2 separate regions of the Mus musculus genome follow, and region 2 is linked to region 1. The links are chromatin contacts, called in public Hi-C maps. All regions are on one chromosome and are shown on one strand. The core of a region is the stretch at or near the end of the contact, and the rest is flanking DNA. Distances in the headings are between cores, read along the strand shown.

What was found. A called contact is a pair of places that touch in the nucleus more often than the background predicts.
Region 2: a Hi-C map of granulocyte-monocyte progenitors shows a contact between it and region 1, with 2.4 times the contacts expected there. The contact joins two enhancer-like sites. A contact is called at or near these places in 3 of 484 Hi-C or Micro-C datasets (cerebral cortex, granulocyte-monocyte progenitors and spermatogonial stem cells) and 1 of 115 datasets of contacts at active chromatin or transcription factors (microglia).

Annotation. Positions count from the first base shown.
Region 1 is chr8:57,435,071-57,437,770 of GRCm38.p6, forward strand. No RefSeq gene overlaps it. Among named protein-coding and RNA genes, the nearest start is that of Scrg1, 20 kb to the right of the region's middle. Within about 2 kb of position 1,306, at least 71 of the 459 cell types and tissues checked have an H3K27ac peak or open chromatin away from gene starts, as enhancers often do. A contact at or near this core is called in granulocyte-monocyte progenitors, where this site is marked.
Region 2 is chr8:57,591,388-57,594,087 of GRCm38.p6, forward strand. The region is part of intron 1 of Galnt7 (polypeptide N-acetylgalactosaminyltransferase 7); the gene reads right to left. Among named protein-coding and RNA genes, the nearest start is that of Gm25379, 43 kb to the left of the region's middle. Within about 2 kb of position 1,429, at least 61 of the 459 cell types and tissues checked have an H3K27ac peak or open chromatin away from gene starts, as enhancers often do. A contact at or near this core is called in granulocyte-monocyte progenitors, where this site is marked.

The sequences.
Region 1 (2,700 bases), core at 56-2,555:
GGAGAGCACTGAGTGCCACAAGTTGTCCCATGACATCCATATTTGAATTGAGTCACACAGGTAAATAAGTAGATAATCATTAATTAATTATTAATTAATCAGAACATTGAAAAATTTAGGTTTACTCGTCTGTAACATATATGCAATAAACTTATCTAGTGACCTCCAAACTTGTTTCCTTAGGTGAAAATATAGCCTACTTATCAGCAAGAGTCTAAATTCATAAATAAGAAAAATTTTAAAGTAAGTTATTTTAATTTATTTTATTGTATTTATATGAGTCACTGTAGCTGTCCTCAGACACACCAGAAGAGGGCATCAGATCCCATCACAGATGGTTGTGAGCCACCATGTGGTTGCTGGGAGTTGAACTCAGGATCTCTGGAAAAACAGTCAGTGCTCTTAACCACTGAGCTATCTTCCCCATCCAGTAAAGATATTTCTTATGAACAAAGATTCAGAGCAAAAAACCAAAACAAAACAAAACAAAACTAGAAAACCCTGAGATGTGTTTCATCTGTGGCTGAACAGCCTTCTGAGGAAATGTGCTTCCCGGGTAACCTAGACACTAATTCTCAGAAGTTTCTCTCTAATCTGCAAAATGTTTGTTAGAAATCCAGCAAGACACTGCCAGGCTAAGGGTGCAGCGAACTGAGCAGAAAGCTTGCTGATGCACCTGAAGCCCCAGGGGTCATTCAGCACCATATAAATGGGGCCTGGGGAGGAAAAAAACCCGCAACTCAAACCTCCGCTACCCAGTTTCCCCTCTCCTGAGCAGGTACGGGTGTCTAACTCCTGCTCGTCCCTGCCTGCTCTTCCCCGCCTGTTCGCCCCACTTCCACAGAAGCAGCAGAGCTCGTGGTCTCTTCAGTTACATCTTGACTCTGCTAGCTGTTCTGACGGAAGGTCTTCAAGATCTTGGAGCTTTAAAACATATGTGACAAATGCCCCCAGTCTGCCAGGAGGCGGGAGGATGCCCCCCATAGCCTTGTTCCGCAACAGTTATTCTGTTCATCTGTGGGATGCATTTGGTTGCATTTGTTACGTGTTTTATTTATTTTGCCACCCAACATTCCCACCTTCTGAGAGAAGATGTGAGCAAACTCCCCGCCGTTCCCCCACAAGAAAGTAATTTCTTCACCTTAGGTGGGCCATCTGCTTCTCCTAACGAGGCTGCTTTGGGCTTGAATTGAATACATCTTGTCCTGGGCGTTTTGCCAGTTGTAGGCTCCAGGAAATGGAGCAAGTAAAAGTGGTTTCCTTGTGATGCCAGGCCGTCTTTGAAATGCAACTCACGGAGTCAACCCCAAGGAAACTGTATGCACGCCCATAGGAGTGTATAGTGTCAGGAGTCCCAGAGCCAAAATCTAAGCTGTGCTTGCCTTTCCTAAGATGCAAGCCCTTTGAGCATCTGTCCAGATGCACCCATGGCGCAGAAAGATGGAGACGGAGCACTTGATTAGGACCCAAAAGAAAACTCCTGGATTAGAGGAGCCCTGGGTGCAGATCATGGTCAGTGGTCTCCCTGCTCTGACACCATCTGCAACAGGCTGCTTCTGCTACCCAGCCACACTGACAGCACTAGCCACCCGGGAACGAAAGCCTGCGCTGAAGTTTTCTCGCTAACTGAAACCTGTCACGCATAAGATCATGCCGGTAATTCTAACAATTCAGTAGTGCCTTAGAAAATATGGAGATGATTTAATGAACGTCTTTCTTTCTGAGACAGATTGAAGTATACGCACATTCATGACAAAATAGTTTAGTTTAGTTAAATATTACAAATAAATCCTTTAAGATCTGTATCGGTTGATTGACTAATAGAAATTTGTAGCATTTATTTACAAAACGTTTGCAGCCATAAATGTTGCCAATTACTCTGCACATCGTCTTCAGATCAGACAATGTGGACTGGGGGAGGGGGCTCAGGGAGGGGGCTTTATTTGGTGGAGTGTGAGAATACTGAAACCCATCTCGGCCTGGTCAATTTAGGGAATTATGGACTTTACAAGTGAAAATTGTACTTACCATTTGCTTCTGGGGATGGGTCTACCAAACTCAGCAAAGGGTCCTCACTCAGTCAGATTCCCCACACAAGGTCAGATCCATTAACAGCCTGTCATGAGCCAGGGAGATGCTCATGGATCCACTAACCCTCAAGGTTGTAGACTCAGTGAATGGCTGCTGGGGATGGAGGAGCTTTGTCCTCCAGTGATATAATCACTGGGACAAATTTATGCTCCTGCGAACAAACCATCACACATAGGCCTATAAACCAGTGTTTCTCAACCTGTGGGTCCCGACACCCTGAGGGGAGGCGCTCAAATGACCCTCTCATGGGCTGGCATATCAGATATCCTGCATATCAGATATTTACATTATGATCCATAGCAGCAGCAAAATTACAGTTATGAAGTAGCAATGAAAATAATTTTATGGTTGGGGGTCGCCATACATAAGGAGCTGTATGAAAGGGACCCAGCATTGGGAAGTTGAGAACCACCACGGTAAGCAGTCCTAGGGAAATTTACTCTCCAGTGTCAGGTTCTTGGAAACTTTGCAAGAACAGTGATAAGCCAGACAGCCCTTCATTCCATAAATATTTACAGAGACCCTAAATATCTGCCATTTGAAAAGTATTTGCCAAGTGTCCCTTGGAATCCAGTCTACAGTCAGTTTACAAACAAAATGGAAAGATTT
Region 2 (2,700 bases), core at 179-2,678, 160 kb after region 1:
CAAAACAAAAAAGATCTTGTCTATGGAGACACCTTCAGTTTCGCTATGAAGCTAGTAATTTCTCTTTTTACGTGATTTTTTTTCCTCCCAAAACTGCCCACACGCTATAGAAACCAGAGTCACAAGGGTTGTGAGTAACTGCCGCCAGTTTAAGCACAGGAAAGAGGCTTTACCAAGTTCCCAGGCACACCAAGGAAAACAAAAATACATTCAATGATACAGCTCTATCCTATACTGTGTGACAAACGTGAATATACGCATCTTTCTAAAAACTTGGCCAAATCGTACTTTTGGATTCCCATTCTACCAGAGCACCACGACGCATCTCACTGTTGTGCAACTGGCCCGGCCAGCTTTGGGCTTTCTTGCATAGCTGGATATCTTTTGGTGTTCTTGTCTTTCCCTTTTGTCCAAAGGACACAAGGGACTAAACCTAGGGCCTCGCATATGATAGGTGAGTTCTCTACTACTGAGACCCTGTTCTTCTGAGATAATCTCACTATGCTGCCCAAGAAGGCCTGAACTCACTCTGGAGCCCAGGCAAGCCTTGAATTTGTGTCCTCCTCCCCCAGTCTCTAGAGTCACTGGAATTACAGGCCTGTGTGATTAGCCTAGCTTCATCTGTTGTTCTTAAAGGAGGTGTGTCCATCCACACTAACCTAATAGTGATCAGTCACAGGGCTACAACAAAACAGTCCGAGAAGGCACACTTAAAGGCTTGGATCTTTGCACTGGCTTTAACCCTTTCTTTTCTGTTGTTAGAATAGGATAATTTTTCCTGACTTCATAAGAAAATCAAATGTACTGAAAATACCATTTACTCAGTAGAAAATGTCCACTAGTGTTCGGTAATCAACTCGACAAGTAATGATAAAGTCGATAAGGTTATCTAAAAGTATCTCCATTTTCTGGTGTCTGGTCCAAACATCTTTTTTAGTACCAGCTCCTGGACACCGGATTCCCTGTGTAACGATGACAACGGTGCACACACTCACCCCAGGAGCTTCTAATCCATCCAAGACTTTTCCTTCAGGTAAACCATGAGCCCTGGATGCTCTGAGTGGAAACCGCCGATGTTCCTTTTAAGTACTTAAAATCATCTAAGAAACTAAACAGGAGTTTAGCAAGTTTCTTCCCACTATTCAGTTTCTTACAAAAGCAAACAAATGGAAAACCACCAGGCCTGACCCGAGGTCTGGGAGGTGACTCAGTGGATAAAACGCTCCCCTCATAAGCATAAAGGCCTAAGTTCAGATCCCCCGCACCCACGTTAAAAAATCAGGTGTAACCTGCCTCCTGTGAGGAGGAGACAGGTGGATCCCTGAAGCGCAATGGTTAGCCACCTTAGCCAAGGGTGTGTGTGTGTGTGGGGGAAGCTTTAGGTTCAGAAGAGGCCTTTGTCTAAAACATGAGGTCGGGGAGCTGGAGCGGTGGCTTGGCTTAGAGGTTAAGAGTACTTCCTGTTCTTGCAGAAGACTGGGTCAGTTCCTAGCACTCACATGACAGCTTGCAGCTCGAAATGGCCCATAATATATCTCTAGATCCAGTTTGACCCAGCTCTCCTGGCAGGCAAAACACTCACTCATACATGTAACATACAAATAAATAAGTCTTAAGGAAAGTAAAGGTAGGAAGACACTTGACACGGAGCTCTGGCCTCCACACACAAGTGCATACACGTACACATGTGCACACACACATATGCAAACACAAACAGCACACACACAAATGACTGACATCGTTTCTGTATATTCTCTCTTTTGATAATAATTATGCTATCTGTGCCTACGTTCCAGTTGTTAAATCAGCCAGTGGGCAGCTCTCAGAGCTATCTCCATTTGAAAAGCCCTTAGCAGGGTCTGACCCTCTCCCTCACATCACTGAACACCGAGACCACAAGTACTCTGAGGGCAGGCTGCTCTTCCAGCGGGTTTCAGCAAAACTACATTGCAACTGGCAGGAAATAATGACTTTATTTTATCAGAATCCAATCCTAGTGAACAGAAATAAACTTCTTTACAGAACACATATTCACTTAAAATATTTCTGAATACAAGTTTATATTAGTAACGACAACAGACTCCTTAGAAAAATAAAAATATTATTTTGTGGTTTTGTAGTTGGTGGTGGTCTTTGAGACATGGTTCAGGCTGGCCTGGAACTTGCTATGTAGCTAAGGATAATTTTGAACTTCGGATCCTCTTACATCCAAGTGCTGAGATTGCAAGCATGTGTCACTATGGCTAACTTTGTTTGTTTGTTTGTTTGTAATTTAACTTTTAAGCTTGATCTTTTGGAACTTTAGATTTTTTTTCCAACGATTGGGTGTTGTCTACAAGTATCGCTGAAAGTATTATTAGTAAGATGGGTCACAGATCCATTCTGTTTATTCAGAAGTATACAGTGTAACTCTGAGCAGAATTTAGTATATCCAAATGAGAACTAAAGCCGTTTAAATCCATGGAAGCTATGCTTTTTAAAAAACAAAACCATGGGCGCACTACACATCCCTGCCTGGCCTGAAACACACACTGTGAGAACTCATGGAAATCCACCCTGCCTCTGCCCCAGGAGCTCTGGGATCAAAGGCATAAAACACTCTCTCCAACTAAAACTGTACTTTCTAAAAAGCTGTATGCTTAAAGTATTAGTAATCTTAGTAGGTCTTAGTAATATAACTTTTAACTTTCAACATTAAAG